2 separate regions of the Cyprinus carpio genome follow, and region 1 is linked to region 2. The links are chromatin contacts, called in public Hi-C maps. All regions are on one chromosome and are shown on one strand. Each heading gives the region's core, a stretch centred on a gene start, on an enhancer-like site or on the middle of the called end of the contact. The rest is flanking DNA. Distances are from core to core; before and after follow the strand shown. Region 1 overlaps LOC109110478 (protein FAM222B-like). Region 2 overlaps LOC109060379 (flotillin-2a).

The links. Hi-C and Micro-C count contacts between places; a contact is called where the count stands out from the background.
Region 1: a Hi-C map of red blood cells shows a contact between it and region 2, with 1.9 times the contacts expected there. The contact joins two enhancer-like sites. A contact is called at or near these places in 2 of 8 Hi-C or Micro-C datasets (liver and red blood cells).

Annotation. Positions count from the first base shown.
Region 1 is chrB5:13,068,317-13,071,016 of ASM1834038v1, reverse strand. The region is part of intron 2 of LOC109110478 (protein FAM222B-like); the gene reads right to left. Among protein-coding and RNA genes, the nearest start is that of LOC109060367, 29 kb to the right of the region's middle. Within about 2 kb of position 1,431, at least 1 of the 8 cell types and tissues checked has an H3K27ac peak or open chromatin away from gene starts, as enhancers often do.
Region 2 is chrB5:13,013,542-13,016,241 of ASM1834038v1, reverse strand. The region is part of intron 3 of LOC109060379 (flotillin-2a); the gene reads right to left. Among protein-coding and RNA genes, the nearest start is that of LOC109060379, 9.3 kb to the right of the region's middle. Within about 2 kb of position 1,376, at least 1 of the 8 cell types and tissues checked has an H3K27ac peak or open chromatin away from gene starts, as enhancers often do.

The sequences.
Region 1 (2,700 bases), core at 182-2,681, 55 kb before region 2:
AACAAACACTACATTTTTAGCAAACATGATTTCCATGTGTAGCTGCAAATGTTCAAGTTGGTCGAGTAGACAACTTTGTAAAGCAAGAGTCTTCATGCATAGCTTACACTGTACAACTTTGTTATATCCTTTATCCTCTTTGAAAACAAAATAACTGTGAAATTTCCAGACATGAAAACGTTTTTCCCACCAGGAAGCATCCTGATTAATGTAGAGTAGCAGCGTCTCATCCCGCGTTTGAGGAGAGTAATTGTGGACGGTGTTATTTGCGCACGCACCAGCAGGTGGCTCACGCGTCAACGTGAGGGTCAACAGAACCAGGAATTATGATAAAGCAGCGCCTAAATAGCATTATTTTGTCAAAATACTCATTTATTTAATTTTAAACTAAACAAATGTAATCCTGATAGTATTCCCACTTTTTAGAAAATGTAACTGTAATCTGAATACTGTTTTTTAATCCGTTTTTGATGTAACTGTAACGAGTTACAGTTACTAGATTTTTGTATCCTGATTATGTAACGCCATATATATATATATATATATATATATATATATATATATATATATATATATATTATATATATATATATATATATATATATATATATATATATATATTCATTTTATATTTTATTATTCTTTTATTACATTTATAATTTATTAATTTTCCACTGTTTTATTTATTTATTTTTTTTTTTTAATTTTGTTTACATTTATTTAAAATAACCATTTTATTATTTTTGTTATTAGAAAATGTCTCATGATCTCTCAGAAATCATTCTAATATGCTGATTTGGTGCTCAATTAATGTTTCATATTGTTTTTCAGAATTAAGGATAAGAATAAAAATAAAAATAATATATGATCTAGAAATCAAACTTTTAAAATTAAACTACCTCATATATCTATGCGTTTTCAAGATAGTGAGAGTCCTAGTTTTCCAAAGGCGGGAAAAAGTTGTCAAGGGGGTGAATTAAAATCTGAAATATTTATCTGACTTTTTTTGGATTATTTCAAATGGCATCTGGTTTAAGTTTGCTAAGGCCCCCTGGTTGAAAATAACAGCATTAAGGCCTATATCACATAACAAACAAGAGATAATAAATCATTAAAGTGTATAATCTAATCTATTTCCCATGCCTACTCAAAGCATTCTGTCATCATTCCACTCCAGTTTCGCTCCAGTTTTTACATTTACCCAAGGTCAGCTCCCTATTACAAACTGACTTCAAAGCAACACATCAATACTGCATAGAGAGAACAGATACACAAAGAAGAGAATAAATGGCAACATTCTTATTTTAACTGTCGTTCTTTGCTGTACTCACTGACAGACACCACAGTTCACAATCCTCTACTGTTGTCCTGTGGGCTGTGCTGTACAGGGGAGATGGTCAAACAGACAGACCGCCTGGCTTTGTGACTGAAAATATTTCACAAGGGCATGTGACCATGGGAACAGACACATCAAACACAAGCAAATCGCCACAACTGAGCTGAACTTTCCACATTCCAGGAAACAGATAAAGCCTTGTCATGGAAGAAAACTCGCTGAGAATCTGCTTTGGCTCTAGATTATGATAAAACTGTCAGATGTTGTCTTACAACCTACTTATGTACACAAACGCCTGCTGTCAAGGAAAGGTGACATTTTGGATGTATTCAGTTCAGGGTTCCCACATTCCTTGAACAATATATTTCCATGATTTTCCATGTTTGCAGTTTAGAAGGATTTTAGAAATCAAAAACCAAAAAAGAAAAATGTAAAGTTCATTATAAAAAAAAAAAATCTAATTAAAAGTACAAAAAAACACTTCCAATGTCTAAAAATAACATCTCTGAAATGTTCTAATATTTCCAGATTTTCCATAAGTGTGACAACCTAGTCACTTGACTTGCTGGACTACTGCTATAATACTCTTTAGCATTTAGTATTTGCTCCTGACATTTATCTGAGACACGTTCAGATACGCACTCCATCGGTACATCACTTCCTCATCTCAAACACTCATTTTGTTCCCGTCTCAGCGTCCTACAATTGTGTGTTCAGAAGCGTGTGTGAGCAGAAAGCTGATCAGCCCACATCAGACTTTCAAGTTTGGCCTAACCCTTTTCTCTCTCAATAAGCCCTCAAACATCAATCAATGCAGATACAGTGCTGTTGACACAAAGAAAGAGGGCACTGCAGATTCCTGCAGTAACAAAGCTTATGAAGTGCATCTGATGGGGTCGATAAGCTTTTTACAGGCCGGTAAGTTGCTGTGAAACTGCAGGAGTGACCCAGGCATTTGAGAGGTGTCAGGGAGGTGAGCGTTTTCTAATCTTTACGAGAGAACAGCTTGTGCAAGCTTTAACACTGACTCACAGGAAACTGGGCACTGATGCATAAGCAGTAATGTCGCTAACAATGTGTGAGCGGGAGTGAACGAAGCCTTTTGGCCGCTTCTAATCAAATTCATCAGCACTCTGGTGCTCAACGCCGGCTCACCACAAAGCCCAAAATCTGCCCCGTATGTACAGCTAAAGCACAGCTACTTCAGCATCAAGTCTAAATACAAATAAAGAAATAAATGATACCAGTCTTTCTACAGTATCAGAAGAACAGTTTATCAAATGCTGTCTGAGCAATGTGTGAACTATTTGTGAAAGGTCAAATTCGAAAAAAAAATTCAGTGATGAATTCCTATGAGTTTTCTA
Region 2 (2,700 bases), core at 127-2,626:
AGGAATAACTAAAACATTTCAAATGCAACCAATGTGCAAACCCAAGGCCTGGATTTTCCACCACTTCACCAGTTATGAGTCTATGAGACACATTTTAAAACAATCTCTGTCCATGGCTGTGAAAAGGAAAGGAGAATGAAATCATGCATCAGAAAGAGAGGCCTGAGTTTTTGTAGGTTTAAGGTTCTGGCTAGAAGCCGCCCCTCTCTACTGAACTACAACCAGCTTCCCATTTAAATATAATTTTTTTTTTTCCCCAGAGCTGAAAAAAATCTGCATGTGGCCTGGTTATTTCAGCAGTGTGTGATTATGACGAAAGCTGATTTCAGTGCAGTGTCAAAGGTGAACTCTGGCTAGAGGGTGTTTGTTCATCCTCCCCGTAGTCGAGCAGTCATCAAACAGTTAAAGATGTGGTATTTTACAAGCAACTCAATACACAGCAGAATGATGCCACTAATGTGGGTGGGGGAAAACATTAGCTGTACAATGAATCTCAAATGACTCCACCGGAGTAATGCCCTGTGAAAGGCATCTGGTGATGGTTGGTTTAGTATGGCTGATGCTCCAGATAAATGTTCCAGGTCTGGAACCATATTTCCAAATATAAATTCTGAAATTACATTTTAAGGATTTTTTTTTTTTGGAATGAAGGACAGTTCACCCAAAGATTAATATTCAGTGCAAAAATTTGATGCAATAAACATTTTAACATTTTCATGTAGAGATTATATTTTCGATCGGATGGCGAAGAAAACTGGGCCAACCAACAACATTTGTACTTTTGGTTACATGCCCAAAGCTGCTGCTGTTACACAAAACCAGGGCATTTCTGCTTTTCTAAAATTGGTCTGAACAGACAATTTTTTTCTGCTGAATACTTTGGTGTGAACAGTCTTGATAGTCCAGTGTAAAAGTTCAGTATTACAGAATTTAATCAATAATGGAGTCTGATTGAGTTATTTCAGAATCAGCAGTCATTCAGGACAGACATGTAAATCAAAAATGTCAATAACAATGTAATGTGGTAGCATTTACAGTTAACATGGGGAGCCATGCTTTAACAAGCATTTAAATGAAGGCTGCGTGCACTGGTGACAATTTCCACCAAACTAAACAAAAAGAACCATTCAGATGTTGTGCTCAAGAGAAACCACAGCAATTGTGCAATCATGCAACACAGTAAAAACGAAAGTAGGGCAAGACTGAAAATCTTTTAGGATTAAAAATAAGACTTTCTCTTCTTGAAGCTTTCCAGGTTAAGAAAACAAAGTTATCATGAACTCAGAAAAATAAAAACACCACAGTGCTAGTATTATCTGTATCTTTGTTTGTTGGTGAACATGTATAAGGATTGATTCATAATAGAAAACAGACTCAAGGAGGAAGATATTGCAGAGGACTGGGTGGCCAACAGATAAGTGGGTCCATTATTTCAACAGCTGCAAGGCCTCCATTTACAAAACAAATGAGACAGACTTCCCACGGTTGCTCTAAAACTGAGGGGATATAACTAGGGATAATGATAAATTGATACGGATTGATGCAATCAATCAAATGAGAGACTAACAATATAATAAAACATAATAAATAAATATGGGAATAAATAGATGTGCACATTTTAGAGAGCACTGACTGAAAGACTGAAAAACATTCTTGACTGTTGTCAGTGCGTATCTCACTGGACAAGCCAATGATCAGATGACAGATGTGCAACTTAATTTTTCCCCCATTATTTTAGTATTCAGTATTTTTTTTAATGCCCCAACTGATCTCTCTATGGAGAGACCTTGAGTTCAAGCCTCTATGCAGACTGAATTGTGGAATGTCTTGTTTAAGTTCCTCATTCAATCACATGTGACTACCACAGATAATTGCCATGTAATGGCTGGACTGCCTCTTTGAGTTATAATGCTCTCATTGTTCACATCAGACTAAGTATTCACAGAGAGAAAATAACACTTGAAAAAAAGAATCAGGCTTTGAGAACTGAAATTAAAGATCTTACAATACAGGTGATATAAAATGCTCCGTTGTAACCATAGTGAAATTTGGTATTTCCTCTTGAAGTTGAGTTTTCAAAAGAGCAGAGAAATGTTCATTAGAGTTCAGTTACACACTGCAAGTTTTGGCACGCTGACAAACAAGAGCAATCAAAAAACTGTCAAGGTAAAGAAATCAAAGAATGAAACTAATCAGCATATAATTTCATCCAGAATCCTTTTGTCTGTTTGAGGAAAGCTTTTAGATGCTTAAAAAAAGAAAACAATTAAAAATATCTGTAACATCTACACTACACAAGGTCACAGAATGTGGCAACGTATTGGCTCTGTTCTAAAACCTAGTTTGTGGCATTATAAGGCACTCCCAATACGTGTAGATGAATTTAAGTAATTATGAAATTTCGAATTTTAGACATGTCCTTGTAGAACTTGTAATTACAACTACTTGTAAACTCAGAATTTTCAAGAGTTACAACTTATACCACCTGACCATTGTAATGTCATGAGAAAACATGAATGGCGATGGCTACAGTGGTAAAATGTAGTTATTTCATAAAACTTCTGTATAATAATTCTCATAACTGACTATTGTTAATGTCTCAATCTAATATCCTGCTAAATAAATTTTAACTTTATTAATAAGGCATTTGTTACTTGCTGTATTGTGGTTTTGTTTATTGATTACTTAAATGGATAGTTC